Linked DNA regions of Mus musculus: region 2 is linked to region 1. The links are chromatin contacts, called in public Hi-C maps. All regions are on one chromosome and are shown on one strand. Each heading gives the region's core, a stretch centred on a gene start, on an enhancer-like site or on the middle of the called end of the contact. The rest is flanking DNA. Distances are from core to core; before and after follow the strand shown.

Region 1 (3,628 bases), core at 1,035-3,534:
ACACACAGCACAGGAACAGCACATGATCACTCCATGAACACACCCAGAAGCTGGAAACCTGAAGCATGAGTGATAGACATAAGGAGGCTATCAACAGCCAGAGCCAAGGCTTAGAAGAGAATCTGTCCTAGGAGGCCCTATTAAAGCGAACTACTCTAGACAAGAGAACCAGGTCTGGTTACACAATAGAGCTGAAAACCACCAGCCCATGACAAGAGAAATTTGATCTGGTGGTAAGAGGGCTCTTTCTCATTGAAGGGAGCATGAAGCAAGGAGATTTCCTAACAAGAGTGTCACCACCTAACCCCCATCTTGTTTAACAGTACCCCTGTAGAGACAAGTGAAAATCTTCTCTTCTCCACACCCCATGACAATTATCTTTTTAACATAATTTAAGAAGCCAAAATAGAAAGGAAAGATAAGGTGAGTGATAGGAAAATAAGAGGAATTAACCAAGATCACCTTCATGGAGGCACTGGACAAGAGTGTCCAATAGAAGTAGCACTGTGACCTTCACGGCAGATTATAGTCACCTGTTTGGTAGACAGAAATGCCATGGTTCAAAGTGCTACTGGTTTGCTCACTTTTTGCTGCTTAAGGAATAACAAACTAGGTTTTTCTGCCTCCAACATGCATGTGCTTTTCGAAGTGGTCTTCTACAACCTGTGGTTATCATTTTTGAATCATCCCCTACAACCCAGGTAAGAATTTAATCACTGTTATGATAAACCTCGGAGTGGAACCATCGATAGTGACTGAGAACAAAGACTGTGCTGTCCTGAGCCAGCCAGCCTTATGATTGTAGAGGCAGATTCCTGATGAGAAGAACTGAGCTCAGTTAGGTTCCTCCTGGCCTCACTCTCTTATGCTCATCCCCCTCCCCCCACCCACTCACTCTCAAACTCCACATCCCAAGCTTGTAGATACAATGTTATTGTGCACCATGTAAAGATTAGCCATGAATTATCCAAATGCTGGTTCCTTTTGGACCCCACATCTGGTTGCAATCCTTATTCTGAGAATCTCATTTCTTAATGTTGTGTCCATTGCTCCCCTAATTATTCCCTTATTGGTCAATAAAGAAGCTGATCAGCCAATGACTGAGCAGGGAAAAGAATAGGGCTGGACTTCTTCCGAGCCAGGGGAGGGAGAATGGAGAAAGAGGGGAAGTGCACATTAGCCACTGAAAGAGAGTCTGGGAGGCACCACAAGAAAGAACTTGGACCCCAGAGAGCCAGACCAGTGCTAAAATGCAAAATATCACTGGAATTTTAACTTCGAGGTAGCCCGATAATCTCGGAAGATTAAAATACTAATTACTCAGTTGTTGTCCCTTAAAGCTTGTTAAATAAATATAATAGTCCAGTCTCGATTATTTGTGAGCTAGCTGGGTTAAAAGGAAAACTGCAACAAACATTTATAAATTGACACTCAAAGATGACTTCACAATCTTTAGAACACAGCAAGAAAGTCTTTACTAGATATAGCCCTGGAGTTTTAGGCTTATTGGACTCTAGAATGGAGCTTAAAAATAATGTGTTGTTGTTGTTGTTTGTTTTGATTATTTGTTTATAAATTATCCAATCTCAAAAGTTTTGTTTTAGCAGAAAAAAAAAAAAAAAGAATATAGTCCAGGTGTATCCCAAAGCTGTCCTGAGAGCTCCAACCTCATCTTAAGGAACAAGAGGAAGGTGGTTTCTCCTTCTGTGACCTAGAGTATATGAAGATAGAAACAAATTATATATGTGTACACACATGCGCGCACACACACACACACACACACATATATATATATATATACATATATATATATATATATATATATATATATAGAGAGAGAGAGAGAGAGAGAGAGAGTCTATTAGTCAATCAATCATAACAGAAAGGAAAAATACAATAAACAAAAGAGGCCAGACTGGGTGTCAGAGACATGTAATTCTAGCTCTTTAATAGGGTGAGGCTGGAGGATCACAAGGTCAAGACTAGTATGGGAAGATTAAGGGAACCCTGTCTCAGGTTTTTATAACAAATATAAAGGTGGCTGGAGGTTTAGTGTTCAGAAGTAGAACACTGGTCTAGCATGCTTGAGCTCAATCCTCAGCACTATATAAAAGAATGAAAAGGTAAGGGAGGGGAGGAGAGGGAGATACAAAAGGGGATTTTCTAGATCTTGGAGAGAATGACGGGATGCAGAATTAATCTCAACACCTCTGAGATGGGGACTGGAGAGATGGACCGTTCAGCAGCTATGAGCACATACTGCTCCCACAGAAGATGTAGTTTCAGTTCCCATCACCCAAATCAGATGACTCACATCTTCCTGTGACTTCACCTCTAGAGGATTCAACAAGGCTACATGCAAATCCACACGCGCACATGCACACGCGCACGTGCACACACACACACACACACACACACACACACACACACCCCACACTTAAAACAAACAAAACTCTGAGAGATAGCTTGGGTGAGGATTGTCCTGTGGGACTTACTTTGCAAACGTCAGTAGCTGAACTTGTTGGCTGGGATGATGCTCTTTGGTACCACCGATTTAACATGCAGCCAACGGGGCAAGCACGCAAGTCCTATTAGCACAGTCTAGGACTGTGTGGCAGATGCCTGAGCCAGCCAGTGGCTGACAGCCTCTCTCAGGTCACTCTCAAGCTGACATGCAGTGTACACTCAGGTACATTTCCTTCTCCCAAAGCCTTCAGTGATCACTTGTTATAAAGTAGCCCTGAGTTCATATTGCTTGACTCTGCATAACACAGTAGCCTTCAGACAAAGGCAAAACTGTTTTTAAATCTTAGAAACATTTTAAAGTGCGCGTGATGTGTGTGGCAGCCTGATGGAGTCGAAGAGCAACTTTATGGGCTCAGACTTCCTTCCACCTTCACATGGGATCCGAAAGCCTAACTCAGATGATCATGCTTTCCAAGCAAGTGCTTCTACCCACAGAGCCATCTCCTGTAGAGAGAATCTCTTGTGTGTTGTATGGATGCATCACCTGTCAGTTAAAAACCTATGGCCTATAGGAAAGGGCAGGATAGAAGGTGGGACATCTGGCTGGCAGAAGGGATTCTGGGATGATGGCAACATGAGAGATTCGCCAGGGAAGATGCAATGAAACAGCCACATGGTACCTGAGCACGTGGCAGAATGTAGATTCATATAAATGGATTATTTTAAGTTATTAGCAAGTCAGAGAATAAGCCTAGCTGTATGGCCTGGGTAGTTTTATTTTTATTTTGAGTTTGAATTGTTATTCTGGGGAACTTGGGGCCTGACAGGAAATCAGACCATTACAATGTCGCCAGCCTAGAATTCTTTTATAAGATATACTCACAGGTTTGTTTGTTTGTTTATAAAGCCTTGTAGGACAGTTTTTGAATTTTTCATTTGGAAAATATAGGCATCATATTTATAAAAAAGAGTATGTTTGAACTATGGTGAAAGAATTGGGACTCTTCAATATGGTCACCCTACCCTCAGACAGGGATGTTCCCTAAACAGTCTTATCAAAAGACATTTTGAATGTGTATTTCATTTAACCTCTGGGGTATCAGTATATTCCATGTAGAACAGCACCCTGGGAACCCTCCCTTGACCCTGATCATATTGCTAT
Region 2 (3,605 bases), core at 359-2,858, 260 kb before region 1:
ATCTGAACAAATTTATCCACAGCCTAGTGACACCCATAAATTTAGTCTGGAGGTATTACACATAACCCATCAGTGTGATCTCAAGAAGATTGTATACTGAGCCTTATCTTTGAGGAATTCATAGGTAAGAGAAGGCATGTAGCTGTTGATTTCAACATCATATGGTAAATTCTAATTATCTCTTAAAAAGAAGCGTTGAGTGTAATTTGATGAACCAAGGAAAGGAAGCAGATCTAGCTGGTTCTGTGTGTGTGTGTGTGTGTGTGTGTGTGTGTGTGTGTGTGTGTGTGTGTGTGTTTAGGGTGAGGCAAGAGGAGAGATAATCAGGGGGAACTTTAAGAATTATGCTATTGATTTCTTAATAATGAGATCTTCATTTCTCATCACCATCTACAACAGAAACACTGTGTTTAAAAGAGTTCCCTTCTCGCTTCTCTGGACTTTCACTATAACAGTCTCCAGTCTGATTGTGCTAATAAAGTATAATGACAACACGGAGATTAGAAAACATGATGGAGATTTTCTGTGTTCCTCTCCTATCTAAAAAACCCTCTGTCACCCAGAACTAAAAATACTAAAATGGAAGATAGAAAACCTGAATCCCCTCCCTCTCCTTGGCTAAAATGACATGACTGACTCCATCTCTCATCCCAGTCAGGCAAGGATCTTGTTCTCTACTTCTTTGAATTATCAGAAGAGCTGGACGGCATCCTGAGATAGTCTTCATGCTCCCTGCAACATTCTCCCAGGGCTCAGCCTTACAGAAGATGGAAGGCCTTTTAGTAAAGCAAAAAGACAGGCCAAACTTCTTAAGAACATGACAAATGTTCAAATTTTGTCATGTTTTATCTGGTATTAAAAGCTTGTAGAAATTTCTTCAATCAGGAAACAGTTTCTGGGTCCTACCACAGATTAGAACCAAAAGTTAAAATTCAACTTCCTATGTAAGGCATAGATAAATGACTAGTGTTACTGGAGAAGGAGTAACAGCTAGGCTAATCTTGATGGTTTTTTATCAAGCAGATGATTAAGAAGCAACAGCTAAGTTTTTGGCTTATAGTCTTGGCTTGGATCCAACACTTGATATAGCAAAAACTAATAAATAAGGGCTGGTGAGACGAATCAATGGCTAAAGGCATCTGTCCCCATGCCTGACAACCCATGTGGTGGAAAGACAGAACTGACTGCACACATTGTCCTTTGATCTACACATGTGTACCTGGGCATGCAGGCACGCGTACACACACACACACACACACACACACACACACACACACTTGTAACAAAATACAGTAAACTATGTTTAAATGTAACTGTTGACTATTTAAATAAATTTATATAATATTTAAATGTTTCAACTTTACAAACATTATTAAGTAACTCATTCTATCTTAAAATTACCTCCATGATTATATACTAAATTCAGAAAATTCATTTATAACTTGGATTCATACCAACAAAGACGAAAAGACATGTTCTTAATATGATGAATAAACTATAACCTCTCATATTCCTGTAATTGTCTTGACTGCTCAGAAACCCAGGCAGTGCTAAAGCTCAAAGTAACTTCACCAGCCTGTGCATCTGTGTCTTCTTAGGCGTGTGCTCTACAGATTTCTATCATGAGAAGATTTTCAGAGCATTTTGCTCCCAGCTGCAGATTTACAATACTACCAGCGTATTGACAATTCTAAGACACCAAACAAGAAATGCTTTTACTCTTTTTGCTCATCTCTTCCTAAATGGAGGCATCCACAGAACCCACCTCCACCTGATACCTTTTATCCCAGATCACATGAAATCAAAACATTAGCAACCTTGTTATGGTTGGTTTCTTTCTTCTCCTGGTCTAGGTTATTTTTTGGTTTTCTTCTTTCTGTATCTACTTAGGATGCACAAATTAAAACATAAACAACAAACTGTGGACATGGGTCTGTGTGTGTGTGTGTGTGTGTGTGTGTGTGTGTGTGTGTGCGTGTGCATGCTCACACACATATGCACATATGGAGAGTGGCAGAGGGGATTAGAGAGAGGAGAAATCAGTTCTCCTCTGCAGCTCTATTCTTGTCCCAGTGGCTATCTTTGTGTACTGTGCTGTGTGTATATTTGTTAAAAATCAGGTCACCGTTTCAGTTAGGCTGCCCCACTATTGGTCCCCAGTTGTTCCTGGCAGGGCTGTACATGAACAAGAGCCTTCTAGGGAAAACCCAAAGTCTTTCAGGAAGTGGTCTGTGATGGTGTGCTATAGTAACTGATGAGTTTCCTTCTGAGTCAGGGATACCACAAGGGGGTCCCCAGGAATTGACATCTCTCTGAGAAGATAGAAAGATATTCTGAGACTGAAGTCATGACTGCCTCTTCTGTAGCTAAGGACCCTGGAGATTAATAGAATACCAACCAGATCTGAGTCCAGTTCCTCCGCACTCCAAACGCCTCTCACTTCTTATTGCTACCCTTGTCTGCAGCACCTGTGGCCTTTGCTTTTGGTTTCAGCTCCTTTACTCTGAAAGGCAGGCCCGCAGACTGCATCTCCTTGTCATGGAGGTACCTGTTGGACACATTTTACATTTGCTCCAAAAGCTTTCCTGTGAAAACACTCAGCTAAAAATACTTTTGGAGAACATAGTCTGCATGAACAACAGGAGCCAACCCTTCTCCAACATGGAAAGGCCTTTAGCTCCCTCCTTCCACTGTCTCCAGGCACACAGTCCTCTAAGACACCTCTGGTGTCTTATAAGAAATTAATATGGCTGCATGGAGGCTAGTCCTCATGATTTTGTCAAACTCATGAGCAAAATAATTGTAAAATGAAAATAAACAGGTGTGCTTACACCTTGCATTTCTTCTTTAGGCAGTGTATATCTAAAAAAAAAATAATAATAATAATAAAAAGAATCTAATGATGGCCATGAGCAACTTCATGGTCAAGTAAAGCCTAGGAAGTGTGTGGTTCTTAATAAAAAAAAATGAGTTGAGTAAATAAAGAAATAGACTCACAACAGTGTCTTCAGAAACTACCAACATTGGTGTTTTACTTAGGCAAGAAAAAAAAAAATCCAGGACATTAAATAATTAGGTCACCCACTATCACCCAAAGAAGTGCTTCCTCAAGAGAAACACACATCTTGCCCAGCAAAGCCAAAGTGTGAGTCTTCTGGTCTGTACCAGTGGCAGGACACGGTAGATACCACCTGAATAAGCGGGCCCTTGCTAAGTGACATAAGTCATATCCTATAGGACAAACACTGCAAGAATCTACATAGATCAGGTATTCAGAAGAGGTGTGAAGATTAATTCAACATGTACAGGAAGAAAATAGAATGGCAGTTAGTTACCAGGCACTGTGTAGATGGGTAGAATTGGGAGTTGGTATTACATGAGTGCAGAGTTTCAGTTTGGGGATGTGATATAGAATAGATCTGCAGATGACCATGGCAGTGGCTGCATTACACTGTCATGCACTCAGTGCCACGGATTTAGGCCCTGTAAAATGGTAAGGCAGTAAATTTAATTTCATGTATAATTTAAAACTTAGGGAAAGAGGACTGGAAAGAAGGCATTAGAGAGTGCAAGCTGTCACACCAGTATTTGGATCCCTACACGTA

Evidence for each region. Hi-C and Micro-C count contacts between places; a contact is called where the count stands out from the background.
Region 2: a Hi-C map of Th1 cells shows a contact between it and region 1, with 1.7 times the contacts expected there. The contact joins two enhancer-like sites. A contact is called at or near these places in 5 of 484 Hi-C or Micro-C datasets (Th1 cells, embryonic fibroblasts, regulatory T cells and 1 more), 13 of 115 datasets of contacts at active chromatin or transcription factors (Th17 cells, acute myeloid leukemia, bone marrow-derived macrophages and 9 more) and 1 of 9 other capture datasets (embryonic stem cells).

Annotation. Positions count from the first base shown.
Region 1 is chr9:32,651,102-32,654,729 of GRCm38.p6, reverse strand. All of the region lies in intron 2 of Ets1 (E26 avian leukemia oncogene 1, 5' domain), which reads right to left. Among named protein-coding and RNA genes, the nearest start is that of Ets1, 17 kb to the right of the region's middle. Within about 2 kb of position 2,284, at least 48 of the 459 cell types and tissues checked have an H3K27ac peak or open chromatin away from gene starts, as enhancers often do. A contact at or near this core is called in Th1 cells, effector CD8 T cells and regulatory T cells, where this site is marked.
Region 2 is chr9:32,914,469-32,918,073 of GRCm38.p6, reverse strand. The region is part of intron 1 of Gm27162 (predicted gene 27162); the gene reads left to right. Among named protein-coding and RNA genes, the nearest start is that of Gm27162, 13 kb to the left of the region's middle. Within about 2 kb of position 1,608, at least 31 of the 459 cell types and tissues checked have an H3K27ac peak or open chromatin away from gene starts, as enhancers often do. A contact at or near this core is called in Th1 cells, effector CD8 T cells and regulatory T cells, where this site is marked.